Linked DNA regions of Danio rerio: region 2 is linked to region 1. The links are chromatin contacts, called in public Hi-C maps. All regions are on one chromosome and are shown on one strand. Each heading gives the region's core, a stretch centred on a gene start, on an enhancer-like site or on the middle of the called end of the contact. The rest is flanking DNA. Distances are from core to core; before and after follow the strand shown. Region 1 overlaps fhdc4 (FH2 domain containing 4). Region 2 overlaps trim3a (tripartite motif containing 3a).

Evidence for each region. Hi-C and Micro-C count contacts between places; a contact is called where the count stands out from the background.
Region 2: a contact with region 1 is called in a Hi-C map of an unstated tissue, with 7 times the contacts expected there. The contact joins two enhancer-like sites. A contact is called at or near these places in 4 of 18 Hi-C or Micro-C datasets (caudal fin, embryo, hematopoietic stem cells and 1 more) and 1 of 4 datasets of contacts at active chromatin or transcription factors (caudal fin).

What each region holds. Positions count from the first base shown.
Region 1 is chr15:34,894,314-34,900,614 of GRCz12tu, reverse strand. fhdc4 (FH2 domain containing 4) reads right to left here. Exons shown (of 13, transcript XM_073923859.1): 11 at 4,138-4,255; 12 at 3,774-3,938; 13 at 372-2,418. The coding sequence ends at 1,366. Among named protein-coding and RNA genes, the nearest start is that of trim3a, 12 kb to the left of the region's middle. Within about 2 kb of position 1,679, at least 5 of the 62 cell types and tissues checked have an H3K27ac peak or open chromatin away from gene starts, as enhancers often do.
Region 2 is chr15:34,941,567-34,948,113 of GRCz12tu, reverse strand. It overlaps trim3a (tripartite motif containing 3a), which reads right to left. Exons shown (of 14, transcript XM_681203.9): 3 at 6,142-6,382; 4 at 4,566-4,717; 5 at 2,767-2,947; 6 at 904-1,251. Among named protein-coding and RNA genes, the nearest start is that of trim3a, 36 kb to the right of the region's middle. Within about 2 kb of position 4,618, at least 22 of the 62 cell types and tissues checked have an H3K27ac peak or open chromatin away from gene starts, as enhancers often do.

The DNA.
Region 1 (6,301 bases), core at 430-2,929:
AGACTGAAAAGCAAAACAAAGACTAACGACTATAAACTCCACTTTCTCCAATGTCAAACTCGGAGCAACTTCTGTGGTTTAAAAGAGTGAATGTTAAAAATGTTGTAGATTTGGTGATAATTTCAGTAAAATCTGAAAGTTGATTTTTGTTACACAATTGATCATCTGAACAAACACGGTACATTGTAGTGCATGATGTGTTCAAAATTGTTAGTGGCTAGTAAAAATATTGCAGAAGTACTTATTTTAAAATGTAAATACTTTAGATTTATAGAAATAAAGTGTTGCATACTGATATTTATCTGTTTCCTACCGTGTTAAATCATTGTTGACAACTATTGTGAGAAATCATTAACATGATCAGTGTCTTCGCGGAAGAATATCATTATTTATTAATAATAACATATAATTAAAAGTAAATTGAGCAAATTCGTTATTTGAGAAGTGTGTATCTAACTGGTAGCCCTTCACATTAATCAGTTCCCAAGAAGTAGCTTTCAGTTTTAAAAAGGTTGGTGACCCCTGGTACAAACTGATCTTCTGTAGTGACATCAACTTTAGGACCACATACTGTATTAAGGTGGCCAAAATCAAAATGAAAAAGATCAGATTGCAGATGGTTCATGCTGTTCACAGACTGTCACAAAATAGACTCGAATCACAAATGGGCAAAAAAAAAAAAAAAAAAAAAGAGAACAATTTGAGACACAGTGCAGTCTGAATCATTGATATACAGTTGAAGTCAGAATTATTAGCCCCTTTTTGAATTTAATTTATAATGACGTTTAACAGAGCAAGGAAATTTTTACAGCATGCGTGATAAATTTTTTTCTGCTGGAGAAAGTCTAATTTGTTTTATTTCAGCTAGAATAAAAGCAGCTTTTAATTTTTTAAACACCATTTTAAGGTCAAAATTATTAGCCCCTTTAAGGTAATTTTGTTTCTGACTGTCTTCAGAACAACAATCGTTATACAATAACTTGCTTAAAAACCCTAACCTATCTAGTTAACCTAATTAACCTAGTTAAGCCTTTAAATGTTACTTTATGCTATAGTGCCTTGAAAAATATCTAATAAAAAATTATTTACTGTCATCATGACAAAGATAAAATAAATCAGTTATTAGAAATGAGTTATTAAAACTATTATGATTAGAAATAATAATTCTGACTTCAACTGTATGTCATGTACTGCCCCCTTGTGTTGCATAAAGAGCACTGCAGGTGAAACTTACTGTTTTCCACACATTCAAACTCCTGCTTTTTAAATAGGTGACAAGGAAATTATCCATCACGAAGTACCAAACTAGCTTTTCATACATGCAGCAGGAATGTCTGAATAAATATATATATACATGTTTTTAAATCATGGGTCCACACTGTCAGAATCAAGCTCTTTCGATTTGTCCTTTTCCCTCCAGCGCTTAAATAAAGACATAAAGCTAAAGCCTTCTTTAGCACTTTTAAAGGATACTGTCTGGCTGTTTCTTTTCCCACCATTAAACTGCATGTTAGGCACTGTGTCTTCAGTCTTTGCCTCTGATTTTTCTAATTGTGGTGATTCAGTGGATTGTGATTCGTTTTGAGAATTGGAGTCTTTAACAGTAGAGTTCTGTTGTGTGGAAAGTATAGCACTATCCAAAGATTTCACCTTCCCAATAGCATCTATAGAGGGAGCCGGAGATGCATTCAGATTGCACGGCACGAATATGTCCTCTTGGCTGGCGTTTCCACAGTTGGCTTCGGGAAGTGAGATCGTGTGCCGGCGGTTGATGATCTGGCTGTTTTGCAACAGAGAGCTGGAGTTTGCAGTGTTTTCTTCTATGGCTACTATGAGCAGCTGTCTTCTGTCTTCCTGGAAGAATGTCTGGCGTGGAGACAGGAGCGGTGAAAGGGCCTCGCCAGATGAAATGCTGCTTTTACTAGACTGGTATTGTAAAACTTTCCTTGACACCTCTCTCATATTGCGCACCTCCTTCTCAGTCTGAACATCATCCTCATCCTGCTCTGTTGTTACCGAGAGTCTCTGATTGACTGTGGAATTGGGGGTACTGGGGGTTTCATGCGCCGGGCTTGAGATTGTAATCTGTGGGTTTTTAGGCATCTCTTCCCTTTCAAAGCTCTCCTTGATCACAGAGGATTGCAGGGCACCTTTGATCCAACTGTCTCTTTTGACCGCCCTGTCAGCGGGACGATTTTCCTGGAGGATGTCAGTAAGGTTCCCTAGTGTGGGTGAAGCATTTCCTGCTCTGCGACGGGACTGGCGACTGTTGAACCTCTGTAGAATGGACTCCAAAGCAGCTCCTTCAATGTCCTTGTCTCGTGAGGAGCAGGTGGCAGTGGAGCGTCGCTTGGCTGCATTTTGAGAACCCTCTCGCTGCCTGCGCTTCACTTCCAGTATGTCTCGATCGAGGTTCTCCTAAAGCAGAGAGAGGACATGTAAACATAGTTCTTACACCTTTTCTAAAGTCAAATATAACCATTATATATATATATATATATATATATATATATATATATATATATATATATATATATATATATATATATATATATATATATATATATACTGTATATATATATATGTAAAGTTGAAGTCAGAACTATTAGCCCCCCTGTTAATTTTTTTCCCTAATTTCTGATAGTTCACTCTAAAATGAATTTCGTTTACTCATTCTCCACTTGTTCCAAAACTGTTTGATTTTCTTTCTTCTGCTGAACCCGAAGAAGAAATACTTAAGAATAACAGCCATTAGCCCCTTTCACACAGTGATACTGGTAAATATCCAAAAATTCCAGTATGACTTTACCGGTAAATTCATAAAAAAGGTGTTCACACAGACACGGACGTTCCATCATTTTTCCAGAAAAAACCATTCCCACATCCATTCCAAAATACTGGTAAATTCTGACATCATTAACCAGAAATGACCCATAAACAGCAGCGCTTGTATTTGTAAACATAGAAATGGTTTTACTTTTATTTAAAGTTTTAGCATTTATGCAGATGCTTTGTGAGACATCCAAAGGCAGAAACGTGAACCGCGATTAAATGTTTACACAATTGTCTACATTACAAATTCTGTGGAATCAAGTATTGTAAACAACTTATATAAAAACATATTAAGGAACACTTTCAGATGTCGAGTTAGTCATAATATGTGTGTGATGTCGCTCACCGGCTCCTTCACGTGCACGCGTCAAGCAGAGCTTGAAGGTAAACAAACAGGGGTTTCAGGGGTATCATAAGCATTTCTTCAATAATTGTTTACACAGTTAGCATTAAGAAGGAACACATAAACATTATCTGACTAACATCTAGCAGCTAAATGTGTCTGGAAAAATATTCTAAGGCTTTTATTTTTATAAAAAGTGTGGATTTGAATGTGTCTGAGCCAAAGTAGACATCTCAAGACATCGCGTTCTAGATGTGAATGCAGTCTCTGGCACAGCACTCCGACGAATTACTGGTAATGTTACAACTTCTCTTTCGGGAAAATAGCCGGAACGAGTTTACCCGTATTTTCAAAAAGGGCCCGTTCACACATACAGACCTTTCCAGAAAATTGTCGGTAATTTCCCAGAAAGGTCTGTATGTGTGAAAGGGGCTGTAGACTACCATAGTATTTTTTGTTCCTACTATTGACGTCAAAGGCTGTTTTTTGACATGTTTTTCAACATTCTTCAGAACATCTTGTTTTGTATTCAACAGAAGAAAGAAATTCATTAAAGTTTACAACCACTTAAGTGTAATATCTTTAGATGGGGAATTACCTGGACTGCTCGTTTGAACTTCTCACAGAAAGAGTAGAAAATGGAGCAACACTCCTCTAGTTTGAACTGAGTAGGGTCCTCACAGAAATACTGTGCCACTGAATCACTCACGGCTGAAAGCATCTTGAAGGATTCCTCCATCTCCTGTATTCGTGTCTCTGCATTCTAAAAAAGCAAAGGAAAAGATAGATGGAAGGACTCTTCAGAAATTAAACTTCTTTAGAAATTAGCATTTCATGCAGTTTGGTGAATGCAATGATGTAGTATTTTAGCATTTCTGGAAACTAAAGAGTTAAAAGCAAAACATGCCTGCTCATATTCACAGGTAAACTCTTGAAGAATGTTGACGTATAAAATTCCTCACCTGCAGAAAATCCCTCATCTGTTCCTCCAGATCCGGCTGTTTACTAGCATTCTCCTTGGACTTCTGGACTTTACTTATTTCCTTTTGGAAATCAGTCTCAATTTCCTGCTTATGAATCCTGTATTGACGAAGACAGAAAATATTTTTCCACTAATTTCTGGCTTTTCATCATGTATTGCTATTGAGCTCAGCAATTGAACCGTTATAGATCTATTGCAAGTCTTTTAAACCAAACATACAAAAGAAAATGACTGCGTTTCAAATTTCATATAATATTAACATTATTGAGAATTGTTAATAACACATTTTATTTTTAAAGTCAGTATCATTAACTATAAATACAACTATTAAAATGTGTTTTTTTTACTAAAGTCAAAACATCAAAAAATATATAATAAATGAAATGTTAGAGCATAAACTAACTCTAAAAATAAAAACAGGAATATTAGAAACATCACTATGGCCACTAACGGATATTACCGAAAGTACTGTAATAAAATAAACATAAATTAAGGCTGAATAGAAATATGTCATTTTATACACGGCAAAAAAATGCTTTTCTTACTTAGATTTTTGTCTTGTTTCTAGTCCAAAATCTACCAATTCCTAAATCAAGAAGAATTTTCTAGACAAGCAAAACATACGGTCTTGTTTTGAGAAATGATATGCCAATATTAAGTGAGTTAAGCAAAATATTCTGCCAATGGGTTAAGCAAAATAATCTTACGTCATAAGAAAAAAACAAGATTAATTTGCTTACCCTATTGGCAGATTATCTTGCTTGTTTTAAGGAAAAACTCACTTAATATTGGCATTTTATTTTTAAAAACAAGACAATTTGTTTTGCTTGTCTAGAAAATGTTTCTTGATATAAGAAATTTTAGATATTTAGACTAGAAATAAGACAAAAATTCTAAGCAAGAAAAGCATTTTTTGCAGTGTATATGCAGAAAAGCATATGAAATGCAGGTTAAGTGAGTACTTTAATGTTTCAAATGATTTATCAGTGTAACAGATATATTTATGAAATATGAAAGTACACAGTAATGATGGCCTGTATTTATTGATGAAAGAAATACACAGAATATTCATAGGTATAGTTAAGTATAAAGATTTCAAATGATAATTATAATATTTTGTTCTTAAATATATATTTTTAAATACATAATTAATAGCTCCTGTTATAAATGTGTATTTTTCTTTTATATAAATTGTTATACAGTTAGGTCCATAAATATCTGTTTGGAACAATTTGGCAGAGCACCACCAAAAAATTAAACACAGCATCTGATGTCTATGCGTTCCGGACTTCAGGCTGTAATTGACTGCAAAGGATTGGCAACCAAGTATTAAAAAGTTAAAGTTTGATTTATGATTATTATTCTGTCTAATTACTTTTGGTCCCTTAACAAGTGAGAGGCACATATGCAAACTGTTGTAATTCCTACAGCATTCACCTGATTTGGATGTAAATATTCAATATTAAATGAAATATTTAAATTAAAGCTGACAGTCTGCAGTTAAAGCACATCTTGTTAATTTCATTTCAAATCTATTGTGTTGGTGTTTAGAGCCAAAAATGTTAGAATTGTGTCGATGTCAAAATATTTATGGACATAACTGTATATACACCATTTCACCTTTGATCCATATAAAGAACACTAGAATGGAGCTAAAATAACTCCAGCTCCAGATTTTTGTAATATGCGCAGTTTTATATCCAGCTACAACATAATGAATGGGATAAAACAGAAGACTTATTGGTAATTTAAGGAACTTTTCAGTGTAACAGATATATTTGTGAAATATAAAAGTACACATAGCCTGTATTTATTAATAAAAAATACACAGAATATTCATATTACATAATGGTCTTATTTTTTTATTAAAAATAAAAAAGTGTGTTATTATTTAAGTATAAAGATTTCAAATGATAATTTTTATAATGTTTAGTCCTTAAATGTAGTTTTTTAAAATACATTATTAATAAATCCTATTCTAAATTATATTATATAAACAGTTATATGAACCCCATTTCACCTTTGACCCATATAAAGAACACAAATATTGAGCTTAAATAACTTTAGCTCCAGATATTTGCAATTTTTATCGTAATTTTTGTGCATTTTTATATTCAGGCAGCTACAACATAATGAATGAGATT
Region 2 (6,547 bases), core at 3,369-5,868, 45 kb before region 1:
CACTAATAAAAAGCTATTATTTTTAATTTTTTTTTAAATCATTTTACTAGTTATAACATTGTAACAATCTTGTTATACCTGCAAAAAATTGTCTAAAGAAAATGTAATATATAATTTAATTAAAAATCTATTTTATACTGTATATTTGCTTTAAAATTCTATTTTAATAAACAACTTAGCATTAAAATATGTTTCTTTATAATTCCTGCAAAATTACAATAAAATTAAAAAAATTTCTGACTGTAATGTTCTTAATTATCAGTAATACGACAACTTCTGGAAATTCTAGAATGTTCATAGAGTTGAGATCTGAAAGCTCTAGAATGTTTTAAGTTTTGAGTCCAGTTCTGAAAGCTCAAGGATTTATTTAGATTTTAGTTGTAAATCAAGTTTTGAAAGCTCTGGAATTTTTTTTTTTTCGGTTGTAAGTCAATTTCTGAAAGCTTTAGAATGTTCTTAGCTTTCAGTAGCAAGTTGAGTTCTGGAAATTCTAGAATGTTTTTAGCTTCCAGGTGTAAGTCAAGTTCTGAAAGCTCTAGAACTTTTTTTTTTTTAGTTGCAAGTCGACTTCTGAAACTAGAACTTTTGTATTTTCAGTTGTAAGTTTTGTTCTGAAATCTCTAGAACGTTCTAAGCTTTCAGTTGTAAGTAGAGTTCTGAAAGTTCTAGGATTTTCTTAGCTTTCATATGTACTGTAAGCTGAATTCTGAAAGTGTGGAATTGTCTTATTTTACATTTGTAAGACGAGTTCTGAAAGCTCTAGAATGTTCTGGGATTTAGTTGTGAGTCGAGTTCTGAAAGCTCTAGAATATTCTTAGTTTTCATTTGTAAGTCGAGTTCTGAAAGTTCTAGAATGTTCTTAGTTTTCATTTGTTAGTATAGTTCTGAAAGTTCTGAACTGACCTTGGTGGTGACAGTAACAGTGGTGTTCTGTCCTACAACAGCGTGTCGGAGTCCCTCTCCAGTAGCCACACTGGTGTGACCCACTGAACTGGTGGTGAGCAGGACGCCTAGGTTCTGTATAGAGCGTCGCAAGCCCTCGGTCTCCACCTGACAGTCCAGGTGTCCGTTCTCATGCGGCTGCTCAGGGAAAGCATGCCGGGCCAGAGCCCCCATCCGCTCGCCCATCTGTTTCTGCACTAGCAGTACTTCAGTGGGACTACCGTGGTTCAGCGCCTGCTCCGTGAAGCTGCAGCTGCTTTGGATGTTCTCCTTTCCCTGCATCAGAGCAGCCAGCTGACCCTGAAGAACCTGCAAAAACACTTTTTTTAAACAATCTGTATATAGTAACAGCAATTGTTGTTGTTCACAATGAGGTAATTTATTGTTTAATTTTTTGTGGTTTCTTTTTCTTTCAAAAATGTCTACAAGATTCATGATTTGTGCTGTTTGAATAATAAATTAAAATTACAAATTTTTTAAAACAATTTAAATAAAGCTAAAAACACATTTTTATATACAAATCTGTAAATAGTAGATTTTTTATATTATTTTCATCATTATTATTATTACAGAATATTACATGAAAAAATTTAATGATTCAAATCTGTAAACAGATGATTTATTTATTATTATTGTTTTATTATTAATATTATTTTATTTTAATCAAAATATAAAAACTGCTTTAATAAATGTCTTTTTTTTAAATCTTTAAATAGTTAAATATTTAAATAAATGACAGTAAAATATTTAATTAATTAATCTTCATTAGTAGTAGTAATAGTAATAGTAGTAGTGCAGAATATTACATTAAAAAATAAATATTATTTAAAAATCTGTAAATAGTAAAATAAAAGACAGTAAAATATTTAATTAATAATCTTTATTATTATTATTATTATTATTAGTAGTAGTAGTAGTAGTAGTAGTAGTAGTAGTAGTAGTAGTAGTAGTAGTAGTAGTAGTAGTAGTAGTAGTGGGTAGTGGTAGTGGTAGTGGTAGTAGTTGTACTAGTATTAAGTAGTAAATAGGATATTGCTTGCAAAAATTATAACAGTGCATTGGATGGAAGGTCCTCCAAAGGTGGCTCAGTGGATTTAGAGACTTAAACAGGTCTATGTAATGGAAAAAATGACTAAATGTCTAAAATGAAGACATATTTCATTTAAAGATATTTTTTTAAAGAGGTGGAAAAGTATTACAACATATTTATAGATGTACATTTAGAGGTTAATTAACATATCACTGAATCTGAGGTAACTGCAATGTAACAGAATGTAACTTTATGTACAAATGTATTCCATGAAAAGTATTTATGATGGCAGTGCTTTTTATTTATTTATTTTGTATAATTTTTCTTATTTTATTTTTATAATTGTTATACTATATTTATTATTATTTTCTCATCTGTAAGGGGTAAAATTGTAGGGCAAGTAGTTGTTCTGAAAAAAAAACATAAATTATTGAAAAATCTTAAATAAAAGTTATTTTTTATCTGTAAATAGTTGACTATTTATTTTAATGAATATTACATGAAAAATCCAAATAAAATGTCAATTTAAAAATAAAATTGATTTTTTTGTTTATTTCTTCAATTATTATATTTTGAAGTCACTATCAGGCAATTTATCGTACTGTAATTAAATTTTTTCCTTCAGAGGGTTATATTTGTTTCCTTGTTTGCTCTTAAAACTACATTAAAAAGTAGAAAATCAATGTTCCTGCTAAATAAACATTGTTACAGTTCATAAAGATAATGAGGGAATAATATTTACCATTTACTATTTTAAAAATGTATTATCTGTCTAGCAGCGGCAGGTTTCTAACCTTCTGCTTGGTGCTGCAGATGTTCTCCAGGTCAGTGATGAGGGTGGTCTTGCGCTGGTGCAGGGCTTTCTCCAGCTCCTCAAAGGTGTTGCTGATCTCTGTCACGGCCTCATTCTTGCGGTCTGTAAGCTGTTTGGAGATCTCATTCACCAGCTCGATGGCTGCCGTCAGCTGAGGAAGCCTGTAACACACAACCACAACAAACTCTCTGATTGATGATCTCTAAAAATCTCCATAAAGATGAAACTATTTTATTGTAGTTTATACATGCCATAATATGAATCGAAAGCACAAATTAACAAAAACACCCTTGAATCATAAACTAGAAGAAACTGTTAATTAACAGATATTAGTCACAGTGAACTTAAGACAAGACACTCCAGGTGAATATGGTAAAAAAAAAAAAACTAAGCTAATAGTTGTCCAAACTTTTTTAGCTGATTGGTTACAAAAGGAACACTCCACTTTTTTGGGGAAACATTTGCTCATTTAACAACTGCCCCATTTTAGAGTCCAATCAGATGATCTCTGTGTCTGGTGAGAGTACTTTTAGCTTAGCTTAGCATAAATCACTGAATTGAAATAGACTATTAGCATCTCGTTCAAAAAGGTTCAGATAATTTTCCTATTTAAAGCTTGACTCTTCAGTAGTTCAGTAATGTACAATGATATTACACAGATCTGATACCGAGTTGCTTAGCTGGGGACTAGTTACTTAATATTATTATGCCTGCTGCAACCATGGTACGGGGGCAACATTTCTGTATTATTATGTCAGAATGAGAGTTTAGATCCTGGCCATACAGTATGTGTGTAACTACAGAAGATTAAAACTTTAAATAGGAATTTTAAAAATATATATATTTTTAGCAAGATGCTAATGGTCTAATCTGATTCAATGATCTATGCTAAGATAAGCTAAAAATGCTCCTGCCAGACTTGAAGATCGGCTGAATAGATTTAATAGAAACAAAACTGTTTTTGACAAAACATGGAGTGTCCCTTTAGGAATTGCAGACATCATTTTGTATAAATCAATCCCTATTTGTGTGTGTGTGTGAGGGCTGATGAAGTGGAGATTTAAGTCTCATTCATTCATTCATTTTCTTATTATAGCTTAGTCCCTTTATTAATCTTGGGTCGTCACAGCGGAATGAACTGCCAACTTATCCAGCATATGTTTTACACAGCGGATTCCCTTCCAGCTGCAACCCATCTCTGGGAAACATCCTTACACACTTATTCACACTTATACACTACGGACAATTTAGCCCACCCAATTCACCTGTACTGCATGTCTTTGGGCTGTGGGGGAAACTGGAGCACCCGGAGGAAACCCACGCGAACGCAGGAAGAACATGCAAACTCTACATAGAAACGGCAACTGACCCAGCCGAGGCTTGAACCAGCGACCTTCTTGCCATGAGGCAACAGCACTACTTACTGCGCCACAGCGTTGCCAGATTTAAGACTCAGTATAGTAAAAAAATACTCATGTTCAAAAAGTGGTCTGGAAAAAAATCCCTGTAAATGAAATCTATAGACAAAAATGAAAAGTTTGACAAAAAAAGAGAGACAAAAGAAACAGAAAGTGTATTTTGGATGTTTGGTTTACATAAGAACAAAAAATACTTGATGAAAAACCAAAAAAGCCTTAATCTCAAAAATTAATAAGTGCATGAAAAAAGTTTTTGCCTGCAGTCCAACTGACTGGATGTCTAAGGAAAGAGTTAAGAATGAGCTGTAGCTCCTGGGCTCAGATTATCAGTGAGCTCGGTATTATTTTTGGCAGTGTGAACCTGTTTCGAATAGCATCCAGCTGGTTCTTCAGCGCCGCTTTGTGTTGCTCCAGAACATCCCGCAGTGGGACGGTCACATGTTCTCTGTGCTCCCCCTCAGTGCACTCCAAACACATGGCTGTTTCACAAGACTCGCAGTAAAACTCCATAACCTGCAGAGGGCGACAAAAACTTACTGAAAATAATGGACACATAAATAATTTTTATATTGAATCATTCCAAGTAAATAAACAGACAAATAAATAGATAGATTAACAAAGAAATGATTGCCTAAATAAATAAATAAATAAATTATAAAACATATAAAACATAAGCTTTTTCTGGTCACACACAGAAACACATGCTGTCAAATGTTTAAATCGCATGCAAAATAAAAGTCTTTTTTCCATAATATATGTGTGTACAATTCTTATTAATTATGTACATATAAATACAAACCTTTACAATGTGTGCATCTATATGTATACATTGCTCAGCATAATTGAGTAGACCCCATTTTAAAATTGAATACTTTTATCCACTTCTTAGTGAATATTCGCAATGTATTTTGGTGCATTTAAACAAAACAGATTTATTAAACAGATATATTTATTAAAATAGTATTTTAGTCACAGAACATCTTTAGAAATGGAAAAATAATACAATTAAATTCATGCAAAATGTTACAAAAAAAATTTACAAATTACAACATTTGAACAAAATAGTAAATATTTTTAGTTTCTCTTGATTTTTGCTAATTTAAAAAAAAAATTGTATTTAATATTTTCCCCTAACATATAAATTTGGGCTACTAATTTTTGAACCATTATTGTAAGTTATGTTGTTAGATTAGCTTCAGTACTGACTAAACTAATGTATATGCACAAATATAATATTGCAAAAAATTCTATAAAAATTTTTTTTAATTTAAATGAGAGATTTGAAGGGGGTGTACGCATATATGCTGAGAACTGTACTGTACCGTATATAATAAATTTGTATGTAAATCCAGTCTATATTTAGAAAATATTTATGTACATTCATTTATTTACATTCTTATCTAACATATGATCTATTATTATATTTAATTTTCTTAAATATATTCTTGCATGTATTTGCATTTATTTATACACATAATAAATATACACAGGGTACACACATATTATGTAAACAAAACTGTAATTTTGGATGCAATTAATCACAATGAATCATTTGTGATTAAGCACTACAATTATTAAGCACTATTATATATTTTTTATTGCACAAAAATAAATGATACTTAATGATAATGGTACTTGAGTTTAAAACTAAAAAGTAAATCTAAATTATAAGGCAATGCTTTATGTTTTATTAAAATAGAATTACTAAAATAAGAACTCGCTTGTGCTACAAATTAGCTTGCTTCTGTTACATAAAACTACAAATTATAACACTACCCAATTTAAATCTGCAAATGTCCCATTAATATCTTTCTACAGTATTCAGTTCTGTACTGAAGTATATTTTTCTGTACTGTACTGAATATTTAGTACACAGGAGGATCAGTCCTGCTCTCATCATCAGTACTGTCCCATCAGTAATATGTGTCTGTGCTTACCTTGCCCTCATGGTTTGGGCAGGACAGTGGCGGAGCGTATGTAGCCGCTCCAGCCGACTCCAGCCCACTAGATGCTTCAGAACGGGTGCAGTCCTGCTCTCTCTGCAACACCTCCATCAGATTAGTTATGAAGAAATTATTCTGCAGCGCTGCTACACCCTTCTCCGGCAGAATGGAGGTCTGTCGGCACACGGGGCAGGACAGGGTCAAAGACTGAGGTGGGATGTAGTTCTGGAGGCATCTGAAAAACAAGCACAAGTTCAAGTTGAATGAAAATGCACTCAGAAATACTTAAAGGTGCATTATTTAGCAAATGATGTACATTTTTTTAGATGGCAAAAAAAGACCGCCATAAAACAACAAGACCTCTCCCCTTTTAAATATTGTAACTAGACACGCCCCTTAC